2 separate regions of the Mus musculus genome follow, and region 1 is linked to region 2. The links are chromatin contacts, called in public HiChIP or PLAC-seq maps. All regions are on one chromosome and are shown on one strand. Each heading gives the region's core, a stretch centred on a gene start, on an enhancer-like site or on the middle of the called end of the contact. The rest is flanking DNA. Distances are from core to core; before and after follow the strand shown. Region 1 holds the start of Mcrs1 (microspherule protein 1). Region 2 holds the start of Lmbr1l (limb region 1 like).

What was found. HiChIP or PLAC-seq counts read pairs in DNA pulled down with a chosen protein or histone mark.
Region 1: an H3K27ac HiChIP or PLAC-seq map of extraembryonic endoderm stem cells shows a contact between it and region 2. The contact joins the promoter of Mcrs1 here to the promoter of Lmbr1l in region 2. A contact is called at or near these places in 4 of 39 promoter capture datasets (the HPC-7 cell line, cranial neural crest, hippocampal neurons and 1 more), 1 of 484 Hi-C or Micro-C datasets (CD4 T cells), 4 of 115 datasets of contacts at active chromatin or transcription factors (the 230-238 cell line, embryonic stem cells, extraembryonic endoderm stem cells and 1 more) and 1 of 9 other capture datasets (adipose tissue).

What each region holds. Positions count from the first base shown.
Region 1 is chr15:99,250,499-99,254,008 of GRCm38.p6, reverse strand. It overlaps Mcrs1 (microspherule protein 1), which reads left to right and starts at 2,048. Exons shown (of 15, transcript NM_016766.3): 1 at 2,048-2,147; 2 at 3,427-3,510. 1700120C14Rik (RIKEN cDNA 1700120C14 gene) reads right to left here and starts at 2,221. Exons shown (of 3, transcript NR_045627.2): 1 at 2,008-2,221.
Region 2 is chr15:98,916,717-98,920,123 of GRCm38.p6, reverse strand. It overlaps Lmbr1l (limb region 1 like), which reads left to right and starts at 2,026. Exons shown (of 17, transcript NM_029098.3): 1 at 2,026-2,274. The coding sequence starts at 2,203. It overlaps Gm41396 (a long non-coding RNA gene), which reads right to left and starts at 2,155. Exons shown (of 5, transcript XR_001781764.2): 1 at 2,068-2,155; 2 at 1,102-1,211.

The DNA.
Region 1 (3,510 bases), core at 799-3,298, 330 kb before region 2:
TCCAGTGGCACCAGCAGCTGATGGATGCCACCGACATAAATGTGGTATGCCTGGACATCAGGTGGGCTTGTGATCTTGTCCGCTTAACCTCATTTAGAGTCACAAGACATCTGTGAAGCTATTTCTGGAGGTTTAACTTAGATGGGAGACACACCCTAATTTCGAGTGACCTTGGGCTAGGGCTACAGACTGAACAGAAAGGAGAAAGCAGGCAGAACACCAATACTTCATCTCTCTGCACTTCCAAGTTCTGGACACAGCGTGAGCAATCACCCCACACTCCTGCCACCATGCCTTTCCTGCCATGATGTTTGTCCCCCTCACACCCCCAAAAACCCTGTGAGCTAAAATAACCCTTTCTTCTTTCAGGGTTTCCTTCTTTAAGGGTTTGCCTTTCCTAGGAGAAAAACATCTAACAAACATTGAACAGTACCCATCCAGCTCTTTACCAAACGATCCCTTGTTAGGGCTGTCCATGTGGCTTGGTGGGACAGAACTTGCCTGATAAGCAACAAGTATTTCACTCCTACTTAAAAACAAACAAACAAACAAACAAAAACTCTTTAAAGAAGAAAGCCCAATTAATTGTCATCTGTATAGATACTAAACCACACTATATTTTGCACAACCCACCAGACTGTGTCCTAGTTTGTTTTTAATTGCTGTGATCAAAACACTGTAACTAAAGGCGACCTGGGAAGCAAAGGGTCTATTTCATCTCATAACTTTCTTTTTTTTTTTTTAAGATTTATTTATTGGTTATATGTAAGTACACTGTAGCTGTCTTCAGACACTCCAGAAGAGGGAGTCAGATCTCGTTATGGATGGTTGTGAGCCACCACGTGGTTGCTGGGATTTGAACTCCAGACCTTTGGAAGAGCAGTCGGGTGCTCTTACCCACTGAGCCATCTCACCAGCCCCTCATCTCATAACTTTCAAGTCACTGTCTATTACCGAGGAAAGTTGGGGCAAGAACCTCAAGGCAGGCACTGCTTAGACCTCCCACATCTATCCAAACAAGAAAACACACCCCAGACTTGCCTACCAACCAGTCTGAAGGAGGCATTTTCTCAACTGAGCGCGAAGATTCTAGCTAGTTTCAAGTTGACAAACCTCTAACAAGCACACTGTATACCAGAAAACTTTGTTTTGGGAGCGATAAAGCAAATACATGCTCGTTAAATAAGTAACAGTATATTATGAAGAGAAGACTTGCAACTTGTCAGGGTCGTCCATTTGACACTTAAGTTCAGGATGTCAGGCACGCTGGGCAAACGCTCTTCCCGGAAGCTCCTCCAGCCAGAGCTGCTCCACTTTTGTGCCCCTCAAAGAAGGCATGAAAGAGCTATTAGAGCCCAGTCTCCCTAGCTTTCCCGGGCATCTCTCACGGCCCCAAAGTCTGGACGTCTCCTGTTCTCTGGGAACTAGTTCTTTCTTTCAAAACAGTTTCCTCAGGGAACACTGTCCTCTGAAAAGGATTCGGTTGGTTTGCTGGCTACCCACGACTGACCCCAGCAGTCTAGATGGAGTTCTTCTGGCGTAAGCAACTGGCGCCGCTCCTTCTAAGGAGTGTTTCCTTAGGAACGCGGCCACCATCCTGCATCTCCCCCTTAGACAGGAATTTTCGGGATCGTACTGTACGCCACAGTTAGAGCAAACTCTCCAACATGTTCCTCCAGTCCTGTGCTTAGCAAAGAGCCTGACCGAATCCCTTATCTGAAAACACTGGCAGATAAAACAATACAAGATTTGGTCCAGAGAGACCTACCAAGGTTAGTGCTAATTACGAATGCACGGCGGCCCCGCCCCTCCCAGCGTCGCCTGGGCGGGGTCTCAGCACAAGCCCCGCCCTCCCGCTGCGTTTTCCAACACGGAAACCTCCGCGGTTCCTATAATTAACACTGCCTGGTGCCTCCCTAAGCGCTTCTGCCAACCGGGAAAGCTGTATTTCCGGCTCCCCGCAAAATGGTTTCCACTAAGGCGCACGGCCACGCCCCTTCCACTTACGGGTCCAGGACGAACCGGAAGAGATCGTCCAACCCTTCGTTCGCAACCCGGAAGTAGATGTGTCTCACGGAAGCCGGCTTTGGCCCTGCGGCTCCTGCCGTCGCCGCGGAGAAATTGTTGGAGCTGGCAGCCTAGGAATGGTGAGACCCCGCGACTCGTCTCCTAGTGTTCTGAGTAGACCTGGAGGGTGAAGTGGAGTTTCCCAACGTGCCTCGGGGCACAACCCCACAACAAGATTTGGGGCCCCGCCCCGGTATCGCCCCGAAAAATCTGCGCATGCGTAAGTCCGATCAGGCCAGGCTCTGGCCTGCGGTGTTACGCATGCGCACAGGTGGCATGCTTGAGGTGGGATGAGAATTGTCTGGGAGTTGGTCCTGGTTCGCTACCACCGGCCTGTGGGCCTCAGAGCCAGATGGCGAGATCGATGCAGTAGTATGGAGCCGAAGAGTTGACTAAATTACCACTGCTCCCCAGAGTCCCTGAAACAGACCTGCACTGATCCCTCACCTTGGGGGTGCCCTGTCGGGAGGAGGGAAGGGAAGGAGGGCAAGCACTTTGCCTTAGTTGCTCGTGGGACTGGACACCTGCACCCCCCTTCTGTGGTACCCACGGAGCTGGTCGTGGAGCGTCCTTAAAGGCAGAGCCAGAACTTTGCTCTACGAGACGCCGGAGTCAGGAGGGGCGGGGCTGCCAAAGCGCTGGGTATTCATACAGTTCCCAAACCACGTTTGAATCGTCCGAAGGAACCACCCGCTTTAGTAAAAGCTGCAAATGGAAGGGAAAGCAAAAGGGTAGCGAGATAGTGGGATTCCATCTACCTTCCCAGGCTGTGGCCTGGGGGCAGGCTGGTGCTGCTGATTTGAGTAGACAGGCAAAGGAAAACAAATGAGTCAGGAATCCCTTGACCCTTTCTGGTTAACGTTCCAAATGCTTAATTTAGGATTCACTGGTAAAATTAAGAGAGATCTCTGAGCCTAATACGTTTTTTCCCACATCTTTTTATCATTCACACAAAGGCCTCAGTGACTCCCACATAGCTACTTATATTTTTTGTTTTTATTGTTTGGAGCAGAGGCTCACCATTATATAGATAGCCCTGGCTTGCTCTGTAGACGAGGCTGGCCTTAAAGTCAACAGAGATCCACCTGCCTCTACCTCTACCTCTACCTCTACCTCTACCTCTACCTCTACCTCTACCTCTACCTCTACCTCCGCCTCCACATGCTGGGATTAACTGTCAGAGCCATCAGACCAGGTAATAGCTACTAATGGTTAGGTGCAATTGAGAGTAGAGCTCTTTTGCCTCTTCCCACTACCTCAGACAGGGTGCACGAGTGCACGAGGATAAGGGATTGGTCAGTCAGTAGGTTTGGCCTGTTGGAAACCCGAGCCTGAGGGAGCCTTACCTCTCCTTCCCAGACTCTCTTCTCAGCATCCAAGCTCGCTTGGTCAGAACCCTTGGATGAGCCTGTGGGACCCTTCCTCCTAGCCCTGTGGTTTGGA
Region 2 (3,407 bases), core at 777-3,276:
ACAACTCAGAATTTGCATATAACGTATGCATATCGCCCAAAATATTTAGAACCAATACTCCAGCACCTATAATTCTCAATACGGTGTAAAAATTATATAAATAGTTTAGGGTATAGCCGGGCAGTGGTGGCGCATGCCTTTAATCCCAGCACTTGGGAGGCAGAGGCAGGTGGTTCTGAGTTCAAGGCCAGCCTGGTCTACAGAGTGAGTTCCAGGACAGCCAGGGCTACACAGAGAAACCCTGTCTCAAAAAACAAAAAACAAAACAAAATTTAGGGTATACCAGCAAGAACACAAAATCTGCACATGTTCAGTACAGACATAATTTTGTTCCCAAGACTTTTTTTCATGGTGTTGGGAATCAAATCCAAGGTCTTGCTCATGCTAAGTTCTTTATCACTGTGTAACATTCCCAGCCCTAGATGTATTTTGCTGTTGTATTTTGAAGCAGGGTCTCTCTTTGTATCCCAGATGTGTTTTTAGACTTGGTCTCTCATTAGGACTTGGGGCTACATGAATAGGGTTCGCTGACTAGTCTAGTCAGCAGACCCTAGGGATCCTCCCGTCCACACCTCCCCGGGTTCACCAGCCTGCACTACTCATTAATTGTGGGTGCTAGGAATGGAACTTAGGTCCTTCTCCTGTTACCAACTGAGCCATCTCTATAGCTACCCCTCCCAAATGGTTTTTGCTTTGTGTTTGAGATTAGCTGAACCCACAGATGTAGAACCCAACAATGCAGAGGGCCAACTATATAAACATAAATGTATACACGGGATGTATTTATTTTGTTTTTGAGACAAATTCTCACCATGTTACTCTGGTTGTCCTAAAACATTATGTAAAGGGCAGACTGGCCATGAATTTATAGATCCACCTGCTTCTGCCTTCCTAGTGCTGAATTAAAAGACGTGTGCCACAATGCCCAGATGGTTTCTGAATCTCAAAGTAGGACTGGGCCAACCTCTATTTTCTAGTTTCAAATTAAAACGTTAAAACGTTAAAATGTTAAAACATTAAAATTAGATAAAGGCTATAAAGAGAACAGCACATAGCAGGGAGTTAATGTTTGGGAGTTAATGTTTTACTCAACCCACTCACCAATATTCCCTGGGATATTTCCTCAGTTTCGGGATAGCCTGGGCCTGGTAATACATGCAATCAACTAGGAAGCTGAGAATTCAAGGGTAGCCTGGTTTGCATCGCAAGACCTGTCTCAACAAAACAAAAGTTTCATGACATTTTTAAAAAGTCTCCTGTTTTTTTGTTTTTGTTGTGGTTTGTTTTTTAACTATTTGTTCTCTAATACCCTAGGCCTTCCACAAAAATAACTGTGTGAAAGCTGTCTGGAGTGGCAGGGAAACTCCAATAACAAATAAAAAAACGCATCGGGCAGTGGTGGCACAAGCCACTAATCCCAGCACTTGGGAGGCAGAGGCAGGCGGATTTCTGAGTTCGAGACCAGCCTGGTCTACAGAGTGAGATCCAGGACAGCCAGGGCTACACAGAGAAACCCTATCTCGAAAAACCAAAAATAAAAATAAAGAAAAAGAAAAGAAAACGCTATGGACCTTTGGGTTACAGGCAGCCGTCCCTTCAGAAGACCCCGTGGTGCTTACATCTTCTCGACGGGCTGACCTGATCCCAACCTTATTCGTTTAAACTAAAATCCTGACGGATACACATCCTGGAACCAACCCTCACATCTCAGCCGTGGACCACAAGGACTCTTAGTTTTAGAACAGCTTCGACAGGCCAAAAACATCCCGCCTCCTTTCCCAGAATGTCCTATCAGCGCACTCCTAGCGATGACCGACAGTCTACGAGGAACCAGTAAGTTCCGCTCCTCTGAAGAAACCCGCCCAGGCCTTGTGTCGTCACTGGGCACCAAGCCTGGCACTTCCGCGTAGCCGGGCGGCGGGTACTTGCGTTGAAACGTGCTTGCGAGTGACCCCACCTTAAAGGGGAGGGGACCGAGGGGGACCCGAGCCCTTTAAGACTAGGCGGGCTGGGGCCTGCCCCTTTAAGGGCGGGGCGTCCGACCGCAGAATCTGAGCCCCAGATTACCTTGAGTTTCCGTCACGGGCAGCGAGGAGAGGCGCTTAGGCTGGGTCCGGGTGCTTGGCGGGCGGCGGCGGCCTCATCCCCGCTCGTCCTCCCCGGGCCCGGAGACACCCCCGCCCCAGTCATGCTGAGCAGAGTATGGAAGCAGCTGACTACGAAGTGCTATCCGTGCGAGAACAGCTGTTCCACGACAGGGTCCGCGAGTGCATCGTGAGTCCGGGACCTGGGCGGGAAGGGGCCGGGCCGAGGTGGGAGGGGCGCGCCGCGATGGAGACGGGAAGTCCAGCTGCCTGGGCTCCGGAGCACCTCGACCCCTGCGAGCGCCGGGGCCGGGCCGGTGAACTCCCGGTCGGGTCGGCTGGGTCCCTGAGCCGTAAACAAAGCCGCCGGGTTTCCGTTCCTCGGCCGCTCGCCCCTCCCCCCGCCCCTTCTACTCCACCCCCGTGGGCGTTCCTGGCGATGGGGGTCCTCTAGTGTGGAGCGTTTGATCCTCTGGAAAAGGATGGATTTGCTTCGGGACAAGTTAGTGTGCGTGTTCCCCCTTAAAAGTAGATGAAGGGCAACCATGGTTGATGTTGAAATGAAGGGAGACTCGGTCACATTGAGCAGTTAACCGGGGACATGCGATGGTGGCGCGAGGGGCGAAGGAAAAGTGGGAGCTGTAGTGGGTCCTCCCACTAAGGAAGAAAGAAGTCCTGTCCGACGAGATGGGGTTGTAAGAAGTGGAGATGGAGGAACACCGAGGTTTCCCCGCCTGTTTTCTCTCCCCTGTAGTAGTGGTTGTTTTCATTCCTTCTGTGATTGAATCCTGGGCCTCTGGCATGCAGCATGCCAAACACAAGCCAATACAATGACACACACCCCGCACGACTTCCGGATAATTTGTTTGACACTCAGACTGGGTTTCCAGCCATCCCGTGTGAGTTCTCATGTGTGGGTGGGGTGGGGTGGGGTGGGGTGGGGGTGGGAGGGTCCCGGGTCCGCAGTGATCCTGAGCGCATCTAGCCTGTATTTCTTATTCTTTAAGCATTAATCTAGAATTGCAGTTGAACTTTCCATACGGCAGTGTACTACTCTAGGGTAGGAGCACCCGTGGGACTTAGGGAAATCTATTTTCCTTGGGCCTGCTTTGAATGATAATCTCTTTGTCTGCTGGGTTTTTTTGTTTTATTTTGTTTTGTTTTCCCAGAGAGCTCTGCACATACTAAATGAAAAGGGAAGGGTTTGGAGGAGTGGAAGGAGATCTTACTGAATAAAGGGGAGGGCTCAGATGGTGTCTTTCTTCATTTTTCTCAGGCTGAGCTTTAGGCTACCCCTTGGCATGCTTAGATTGAAGAAACGGT